2 separate regions of the Sus scrofa genome follow, and region 1 is linked to region 2. The links are chromatin contacts, called in public HiChIP or PLAC-seq maps. All regions are on one chromosome and are shown on one strand. Each heading gives the region's core, a stretch centred on a gene start, on an enhancer-like site or on the middle of the called end of the contact. The rest is flanking DNA. Distances are from core to core; before and after follow the strand shown. Region 1 holds the start of MRPS10 (28S ribosomal protein S10, mitochondrial). Region 2 overlaps TAF8 (transcription initiation factor TFIID subunit 8).

Evidence for each region. HiChIP or PLAC-seq counts read pairs in DNA pulled down with a chosen protein or histone mark.
Region 1: a contact with region 2 is called in an H3K27ac HiChIP or PLAC-seq map of alveolar macrophages. The contact joins the promoter of MRPS10 here to the enhancer-like site in region 2. A contact is called at or near these places in 1 of 5 promoter capture datasets (fetal skeletal muscle), 5 of 47 Hi-C or Micro-C datasets (alveolar macrophages, embryonic fibroblasts, heart right ventricle and 1 more) and 2 of 2 datasets of contacts at active chromatin or transcription factors (alveolar macrophages and skeletal muscle).

The regions. Positions count from the first base shown.
Region 1 is chr7:37,327,633-37,332,603 of Sscrofa11.1, reverse strand. It overlaps MRPS10 (28S ribosomal protein S10, mitochondrial), which reads left to right and starts at 3,358. Exons shown (of 7, transcript XM_005665997.3): 1 at 3,358-3,491. The coding sequence starts at 3,444.
Region 2 is chr7:37,205,240-37,210,645 of Sscrofa11.1, reverse strand. It overlaps TAF8 (transcription initiation factor TFIID subunit 8), which reads right to left. Exons shown (of 9, transcript XR_002345722.1): 9 at 1,058-1,178. Among named protein-coding and RNA genes, the nearest start is that of TAF8, 26 kb to the right of the region's middle. Within about 2 kb of position 2,520, at least 18 of the 83 cell types and tissues checked have an H3K27ac peak or open chromatin away from gene starts, as enhancers often do. A contact at or near this core is called in alveolar macrophages, where this site is marked.

The DNA.
Region 1 (4,971 bases), core at 2,109-4,608, 120 kb before region 2:
ATTTAGCTGGCTTTGGAAATTTATGTTCTGCTTCCGGGGCCCACGTGTCCAATCTGAAGATTTTTTTCTACGTTTTATTCTTTCACTCAGTACTCATGTGCCAGGCACTCTTCCACACTGTATTAAACACGGGGGAGTTGAGTGGATAAAGATGACTGTGACATCATTCCTATCAAGGAACTTGATATTTAGGAAAGACATACAGGGCCCTGGGAACTGATCCAGTTCCCCCACTGGAAGCAAAGCAAAGAATAAAGCAAAGGTTTGGAATAAAGCAAACGTTATGCATTACTGCTATTCTGAACTGCAATTTACAATAGATGCTCGGCAACTATTTGTTAAGTTAACTAATCATCTCTCTAACGTTCCAGGTATGCTTATCCATGTGTGTGTGTGTGTGTGTGTGTGTAAATAAAACCTCTTTTGAGTTTACCTAAAGTCAATTCTGAATTCCACAGACTCCTCGTCTAATTTCCTCAGCCATAGTTAGCCAGCTGTGGAATGAAGATGAGTTTTAATGTTAACATAAGCAAAACATAATTAGGGAGGCATGTTAAGAAATTGAATAATATATTCCTAAGCGAACTATACTGATCTCTGGATACCTCTGTATAAAAGGGCCAAAGGGTTGATTAATTTCCTTACAAGAGAATCTTTTGAAAAGGGCTGCCCCCCACCCCCCACCCCCAAGGGAAGTGTTTAACTTTTCTGTTTGAGCTGGAAAGGCCAAGTATACATGTTTGCTTCACATTCCAACACACATTCCTTACATATAACACAGATCTCCTTCTGGGCTGTTTGGGATCATTACTTCCTCTGCTTGTGTAATTTTATTTTTGGCAGTCTTGCCATCTCTTTTTTTTTTTTAACCACTTTTTTAAGATAGACACATAAAATGCTATGCATATTTTTTAATACAACTTGATGCATTTGGAGACAAGTGTGTAACCACAAAACCATCATGATCGAGGAGAAAAGGCGTCTTTTACAACAACAACTGGTGCAATCAAAATATGATTCAACTTAGAAATAGTTGATGTATACACTTATTTTTCCTGGATCTACAGCAAGATGGACTTGCATCAACTCTCTAGAATCATTTGATCTGCTCATTTACATTAGGTCAGGTTTGAAAGTTTAGGTCATAGGGAAGAGATCCATAATGGACTGGCCAGGCTTCAAAACGCTTTCCATACTAATAAACTAAGAAGTTTTACATGTCCAAACAAAAACAAACAAAAACCCACTGTCCATGCCCATACATCATACCAAAGGGCCCTGTCCACAGCCCCACTGTTGGCAAAACCTGGGGTTGCTCCTCACAATGACTCCCACCTTGCTGCCAACTAACTGGACCCCAAGCTATTAGGTCCATAGTTGGTTTGGTGACACGGGACATGGTTTAGGCCTGAAAAATAAGGGGACTAGGGAGTTCCGGCCACGGTTCAGCGGAAACGAATCCGACTAGGAACCATGAGGTTTCGGCTTCAATCCCTGGCCTCACTCAGTGGGTTAAGGATCTGGTGTTGCCGTGAGCTGTGGTGTAGGTTGCAGATGCAGCTCGGATCTGGCATTGAGGCTAGCAGCTACAGCTCTGATTAGATCCCTAGCTTGGAAACCTCCATATGCCCTAAAAAGACAAAAAAAAAAAAAAAAGAAAGAAAGAAAGAAAAGAAAAGAAAACGAAGGGACTATACCCAATTCCCACACTTCAGAGCATGAATGGAAAAAGCTGGTGAGCCAAAAGCAGCAAGCAGTGACCACAGGCAAGGCAGAATTCTGAGGGAGCAGAAACTGTAAACAGAGAAATCCCATCAATAAAGAGACCATGTTTGGCCTTAGGGATGGAGAGGACATCCAGTCCCTAAAGCTGCTCCGAGCCCACTTTTCCAGTTACAGGAGCAGTTCAGGCCACATACATGTTAAAAAAAATAAATAAATAAAATAACTCCTTTTCTTGCAGGAAGTGGGGACGTGGGGAATCTCTAGTCCTCACATCCAAAAGAGACTTAAGAGACTGGAGCTTACTGAGGTCAGCTGGAGGGGTGCAAAGGGCACTGAACTAGGATTTTTTTCTTTCTTTTTAGGGCCGAACTCAGCATATGAAGGTTCCCAGGCTAGAGGTCTAATCGAAGCTACAGCTGCTGGCCTGCACCACAGCCACAGCAACGTGGGATCCGAGCTGTGTCTTCGACCTACACCACAACTTATGGCAACGCTGGATCCTTAACCCACTGAGCGAGGCCGGGGATCGAACCTGCATCTTCATGGATGCTCAATTCGTTTCTGCTGAGCCACAATGGTAACTCCGGAACTAGGATTTTTGATGATGGTCATTGGTTCAGCTGTAACTAACTCATCATAATGACTTTGAGTCATTTCACTCTGGGCTTCGGTTTTTTCACCTTTTAAATTAGGATAAAATGTATGTATTCTTGTGAGGATCAGATTAGATAACACACGTAAGATTGTTCTCAAGCTGTAATGTCACCATCATTGACAGCTGCAGAACTGTCACCCAGCTGAAGCTACTCAAGGCAGAGACGGGCTGAAGAGCCCTGGAAGAAGCCGCAATAGAGTTGCAGAGCTATGGGAAAACTCCTCTGGCTAAGAGAGACCAGCCAATTGTGAATGTCACAATTGAAAGACGTAATCCGGTTCCGGAAGGGCCCCTGGATAACCTGCCAAGACTATGGCTATTACAGACATCATCACTTAAGTACAACCTCAGGTCGTTCCTCCAGGGCAAAATGAGCTAAGAGACCAGGAGCTTTGGACCACCTGGCCAGGGAATCGTTAAACCAGTGACATCATGACTCTTGACTCTACAATTCAGAAATGTCACAAGACAATGACTAATCCCAGCTGTTTTGCTCTTCCTCTTAAAACAAAACAAAACAAAACCCACCTAACTCAAAGACCAAGTTGGAGTACATCTAAGGCTTGTCTCCCACTCCCTTGCTTGGCGCCCTGCAATAAATCCTTACTTTGGAGCGAACTCCCGCTGTCACTTTGGCTTTCTGCGGGCCACGGGTACACAAGCGCTTCGCTGCGTCATAACGGGAAAATAAATCAACCATTAATCCACTAACTCAGAGATAACATTGTCAATATATCAGCTGACATGACATCAATATATACTTTTTTTCCAAGCATGTATTTGTTATGTTTGCCTCCAACAAAACAGGAACCGTAATTTGAAGAGGGAAACGCTGGCGGAATTCAGTATCCCTCCAGGTACCAGCTGAAGCTTTACCGGCCCGGCTGCGACCGGAAGGAAGCTGGCTGTATTCACAGTCCCACCCTCAGAGAGCGTAGGATCACGTCTCTATGGTTGTTCCTGAGCCGGAACACAGGGATACACTCTTTCCTTTTGCGGAACTCTATGGTCAGAGGATGGCTCTGTGACCCCGGAAGCGATCCCGGGAAGCTGGGGCGGCAAGATGGCGGCGCGAACGGCGTTTGGGGCGCTGGCCCGGCGTCTCTGGCAGGTACCGGGCGCGCTGAGGGTATTAGGCGGACTTACGGATACAGTTGCCTCTATGTCTGGCCGTCGCGTGTCGTTCTGCCAATCTGGAGCCCTCCGCGATATTTATTCCTTATCTCAGCCCGTTGTTTGCAGGGAAGGAGCGAGAAAAGGGCTGATGTTTTGTCGAGTTTCTTTTCATAGGATAAAACGTAATGAGTCAGGGCAACAGGAAGAATCAGAGTGTCAAAGCTGTAAAGAATATAGGACAGCGAAAGTTCCAGACCCGGCCTTTCACATTTGCGAAATAAACCGAGGCTCAGAACAGGCAGGAAGTTTCATCTCTCTGAAATGAGGTGGCATGAGACCTTTGACGCTTCCCGCGGAACCAGACTGAGATACCTTGCTGATAGCCGGGTTTCTGAGACTTAGATGAGAGTCGCTGAAGTCAGAGGAGTTGGTTGGATAACCTCTGCTCGGTTCTTTGGAGAAAGAAACAAAACCTTTAGCATCAGTTCTCAAGTTAGCCTTAGCACCCCTTTACACTCTAAAAATGGTTGAGGACTCCAGAGAGCTTTTATTTTTGTGGGTTTTAGCTGTGAATGTTTAGCTTACTGGAAATTACAACCAAGAATCTTTAAAATGCGTTTTCCTTTAAAAATAGCGCTGGGAGTTCCCATTGTGGCGCAGCAGTATGGAACCCTACTAGCATCCATGAGGACGCGGGTTGGATTCCTGGCTTCGCTCAGTGGGTTAAGGATCCAGCGTTACCATGAGCTGCAGTGTAGGTCGCAGACGGGGCTCGGATCCCGCTTTGCTGTGGCTGTGGTGTAGGCCCTCAGCTGCAGCTCCCATTCAATCCCTAGCCTGGGAATTTCCGTATGCTGCACCTGCAGCCCTAAAAAGAAAAGTAAAAAATTAAAATAACACTAATAAACTCATTACATGTTAACGTAATTAATCTTTGTATGGGGTACAACTAGATTTTCCGAAACAAATTTAGTGAGAAGAGATGTTTTTGCACATCTCTGATTTTGGCTTAATAGAAGACAGCTGGGGTTTCACAGCAGCTTCTGCAGTCTGTTGCTATACCACAGTGTCTGGAAAACTTCACTGCACACTGGTGACAGAATGGCAAAGTTGCAAATAACGTCTTACTATTATTATGGAAGTAAGTTTAATCTCTCCAGCCCACAGTGAAAATGTCCTCGGACCAGAATTTAAGAACCAGTGTTTTTAAGAAAAGGCAGGTGGTGTTAGAGATTGAAATTTTGAGCTATTTTTAAGACACAGTTACCAGACTACAGCTTACGCCTTCAAAAAAAAAAAAAAAGGAGGGAGTCCCTGTTGTGGCTTAGCTGTAACAAACCCGATTAGTATCCATGAGGACGTGGGTTTGATCCCTGACCCTGCACAGTAGGTTAAGGCTTCAGTGTTGCCGTGAGCTGTGGTGTAGATCCTGACACAGCTCGGATCTGGCGTTGCTGTGGCTGTGAGGTAGGCTG
Region 2 (5,406 bases), core at 1,271-3,770:
TATATATATATATTTAATCATATTGTTTTTGTCATAAGCTGCCTCTAACCCATTGTAGAATAAAAAAGAAATATAAGAGTTCCCATCATGGCACAGTGGAAATGAATCTATCATCCATGAGGACACAGGTTCTATCCCTGGCCCTGTTCAGTGGGTAAAGGATCTGGCATTGCAGTGAGCTGTGGCATAGACCAGAGGCTGCAGCTCTGATTCGACCCCTAGCCTGGGAACCTTCCATAGGCCGTGGGTATGGCCCTAAAAAGACAACAACAACAAAAAAGAAATATAGAAAAGAAACTAGTTCATTATCATATGATCCAGCAACCCCACTCCTGGGCATATATTCAGAAAAAATGAAAACTCTAATTTGAAAAGATACACGCACCCTAATGTTCACAGTAGCATTACTTACAATAGCCGAGACATGGAAACAACCCAGGTGCCCATCCACAGTAGATTGGTTTAAGAAGATGTGGTACATATACACCATGGAATATTACTCTGCCATAAAAAAGAATGAACTATTGCCATTTGCAGCACCAAGGATGTCATAGAGAATAGTAAGTGAAGAATACTTAGTAAAGTAAGTCAAAGACAAATACTATATGCTATCACATGTGGAATCTATAAAACAATAGAGATGAATCTATATACAAAACAGAAACAAACTCAGAGACATAGAAAACATATTTATAGTTACCAAAGGGTAAGTATAGGACTAACAAATACAAACAACTATACGTAAAATAGTCAAGCAACAAGGATTTACTATATAGCACAGGGAACACTAGTATTCAATATCTTGAAATAACCTATAATAAAAAATAATCTGGAAAAAAATACACACATAACTGAATCACTCTGCTGTACACCTGAAACTAACACAATACTGTAAATCAGCTATATTTCAAAAATAAATAAATAAATTTAAAAGAGAAAAGAGAAGTCCCCATTGTGGCTCAGAGGTAATGACCCCGACTAGTATCCACAAGGACGCGGGTTCGATCCCTGGCCTTGCTCAGTGGGTTAAGGATCTGGTGTTGCCGTGAGCTGTGGTGTGGGTTGCAGACGCAGCTCGGATCCTGAGTTTCTGTGGCCGTGGTGTAGGCTGCTCTGTACTCGCACCCAGGTGCTCTCAGGCGATGTTCAGAGAATTAAAACCTTGTTTCAGCACGAGCCTGAGTAAAACAGAAGAACAATAGACCCCCTCTCAGTGGCTGAAGAAAATTCATAAGTGAATGCATAACAGAATCCAAAAGAGGAGTTCCTGTTGTGGCTCAGTGGAAACGAATCTAACTAGTATCCACGAGGACGCAGGTTCGATCCCTGGCCTCGTTCAGTGGGTTAAGGATCTGGCATGGCTGTGAGCTGTGGTTAGGTCACAGATGTGGCTTGAATCCTGCATTGCTGTGGCTGTGGTGTAGGCCAGTGGCTACAGCTCCAATTCAACCCCTAGTCTGGGAACCTCCATATGCCATGGGTACCGCACTAAAAAGACAAAAAAAAAGAATCCAAAAGAAAGAGTTAGAATTCAGGGCACCATGGCTATTTTGTGGAGGCAAAATAGCTGACCAGGCTCAGGTTACCCACACAAACACTTGTAAGAGCCTCTGAGGATCTGACCCTTTTATTCCAAAGCCTCTTGGAGGGAGTTCTTGTTGTCGCTCGGTGGTAATGAACCTGACTAGTATCCATGAGGATGCAGGTTTGATCCCAGGCCTCACTCAGTGGTTAAGGATCCGGTGTTGCCATCAGCTGTGCTATAGGTCACAGATGTGGCTTGGATCTGGCTTTGCCGTGGCTGTGACGTAGGCCAGCAGCTCCACCTCTGATTCGACCCCTAGCCTGGGGACTTCCATATGCTTCAGGTGCAGCCCTAAAAAGAAATATAAATAAATAAATAAAAGCCTCTCCGGGAGTTCCCATTGTGGCACCATAGGATTGGCGGCATCTGTGCAGCACCAGGACACAGGTTCGATATCTGGCCCAGCATAGTGGGTTAAAGGATCTGGCAATGTGGAAACTGTGGCTCGGATCTAATCCTTGGCCCAGGAACTCCATATGGTGTGGGGGCAGCCAGGGAGGGGAAAAAAAAGCCTTTCAGATCATCAGCAACTCAGCTGCGTAAAGGAGCTGGGGCAGGGCCCCTTCCAACCCCACCCCATTCAAATGACCCCTTTCTTGTGATAATCCTGGTACAGATCCGGCAGATCTGATCCAGAGCCCGACCTGCCCAACATGGGGACAGCCTGAGGGCCAAGACCAGCTCTGCAAGCTTTACAAGCCAGAAGGCTTGTTACTGCTGACACCAAAGCAGTAGGCCACCTGAGTCCCCCTGTCCTTACTTCTTCCAGAAGCTTCACTTGCCAGCCCACCCCATTCAGATCTCAGCACAGCATTCATGGAGTCCTCAAATCTAATCTCCAGTGGCCGTGGTCCCTGTGACTTGGTGGGTGGTGTTGAAAGAGGCTCGTGTGTTGACTTGTCTCCTTGACTACACTGCCAGTGCCCTGGGGGAAGGGAGTTCCCTGTGAGTTTGTGTTTCCTCCTTCTCTGCTTGGTTCGGGGCTCAGTCTGCAGGGAGTAGTCACTCTTGGCCTTGGTGGTTCTCCTGGGGCCAGGACTCCCCCCCTCCCCACCCCAGTCAGCATGTTGGCTAAATGCCAGACCACGTGAAGATAACCACTGAGAAATGGTGTCTCTCAGGCTTCTCCAGCCAGAGTGCCTTCCAGCCAGAACAACCTCTGACGAGCTAAGTCATGGGCTGCTGTCAGCCCTCCCTGCTCAACTCACTCTGACTTGCACCTAAAGCCCTGATTAGCCCAGGAGGCTCCTCCCTGGCCCCTCCCTCACCCCCTCCACTGAGCAGCACCCCCTCTGACTCAGAGCTTGCGTGCTTGCTCTTCCCTCTCTCTGGAATGCTTTTCCATGCAGCTGGCCCTGTCAACACATATGGGGTCCTGCTCAGAGAGCTCTCCTTTCCCACCCTTTCTAAAACAGCACCCCTTGGGGAGTTCCTGCTGTGGTGCAACGGGATTGGTCGTGTCTTGGGAGCGCTGGGACCCAGGTTCGATTCCCCGGCCCAGCACTGTGGGTTAAGGAACTGGTGATGCCACAGCTGCGGCTTAGGTTGCAACTACATCTCAGATCTGATCCCTGGCCTGGGAACTCCATGTGCTGTGGGGAAGAGGGGAAGCCCAAACCAAAACAAAAAAAACCACAGCACCCCCCCAGCCCCTTCCACCTGCCCCTCCAGATCCACCCACTGACCCCTCGGCGACCCCTGGCCACAGGTCCTGGCAGAAGGGTCTGACATTGGCCTTGCTCCAGATTCTGGTAACTGCTTCCTCCGCTGCCTGTTACCCACCAGGTCCAGCTACCTGTGCTGTGTTCCTCCACACCTTTGGAGGCAATCTCTTCATTAACCCTTCCTCAAGTTACCCAACCTGAGAACACTGTGGCTTTTCTCTCGAGACCCCGATTCACCCTCTGACAAGATGTTTGTGAGCTGTCTGGCCCCAGTGAGACCATAAGGTCAGAGAACATAGCAGCTTAGTTATATCTATCACATCCCAGTGTTGGACTTGGCGCGGGTACATGATCGTTCAACACATATTTGTTGAATGCGTGAATGAAGAGGGGAAGGATCCATCTTATCTGGAGGGAGGATATGGAGGCTGGAAGGACAGGCCAGATTTTAGGAGGTGGAGTTCCCGCTGTAGCTCAGTGCGTTAAGAAACCGACTAGATCTGGGAGAATGCAGGTTAGATCCCTGGCCTTGAGCCTTGGGTTTAAGGATTCAGTATTGCCGGGTAGCTGTGGTGTAGGTCCCAGATGTGGCTTGGATCTGGTTGTGCTGTGGCTGTGGCATAGGCTGTAGGTCTTTCATCCCTAGCTTGAGAACTTCCATATGCTGCATGTGTGGCTGTTAAAAGAAAAAAAACTTTTTTCAGTTAAAAAAAGATTTGAGGAGGTGACAGGGAGAAAAGCATAGGCAGCAGCAGTGATGAGGGTGGCCGTCTCCCCTCCGGGCACACAGACCCCGTTTACGGCCTCAGCACTTCTCCACAATCTGTAATGATTTTTTCTTTGTATGTTTTCCCACTAGAATGGATTCCCAGGAGGGCGGGGGCCACGTCTGTCTGTTGACTTAATTCTTAGAGCCTGGCACAGGGCCTCACAGACATAGAAGGCAGTAGATCCGCACTTGTCGGATAAATCAAAGAAATAGGAGTTATTGAAAAGAAACGGTGAATCGGCAGAGGACCTGGCCAGTTGGATTGGGCAGTTTGGACATGGTGTGGATGGGCGCAGGGATGGACTAGAGGTCCTAGTGTGGGGAGCGGGGGAGGAAGGACGAAGCTGGGGCTTGTGGAAAGCTGGGCCTGGAGAGGGACAGGGGCTGGGGCAGAGCAGGAGGCTGCTGCAGCCTCAGACCGGCAAGGAGGGAAGAGGTGGCAGAATTTGGTGAGTGATCAGACGCAGATGAAGGATGAGGGGTCCAGACTGTCTGAGGATGAGATGATGCTGCAGAGGCTGTGGTCCCGGCCTGAGGCAAGTATTCCAGGGCCAGCTGCTGCTGTGAAAACTGGGGAGTGGAAGTGGTTTTGGGGGAAAAGTGAATCAATCCCAATCTACCATGTTGCTTTGAAAGTGTAACCAGGAATTACTGTTGTGGCTCAGCAGGTTAAGAACCCAACAAATATCTGTGAGGATGCAGGTTCCATCCTTGGCCTCACTCAGTGGGTTAAGGATCCAGCGTTGCCACAAGCTACAGCACAGCAAGCTTCGGCATAGGTCAGATATGGCTCAGACCCATCAAGGCTGTGGCTGTGGTGTAGGCTGACTCCTAGTCCTGGGAACTTCCATATGCCGCAGGTGCAGCTGTTTTTTAAAAAAAAAAAATTAAGTCTATTAGAGATGCATAATAATGTATTCATAGACTACATGTTTTGGTTTTTGCTTTTTTGCCACATCGGGGCATAGGGAATTTCCCTGGCCAGGGACTGAATCTGAGCCACAGCTGGGGCAACACCAGATGCTTAACCCACAGTGCTTGGCTGGGGACCAAACCCACACTGAATCAGAGACAATGCCAGACCCTTTATCTGCTGTGCCACACTGGGAACTCTATGACATAGTTCTTAGATTGGTTTTCTTCGGTTTGGGGTTTGTTTTATTTTTTCTTTTTAGGGCTGTACCTGCGGCATATGGAAGTTCCCAGGCTGCTGGCCTACACCACAGCCACAGTAACTTGGGATCCGAGCCTCGGCTGTGACCTACACCACAGCTCACAACAACGCTGGATCCTTAACCCACTGAGTGAGGTTAGGGATGAACACACATCCTCATGGATTCCAGTTGGGTTCGTTTCCACTGAGCCACAACGGCAACTCCAAGATTGGT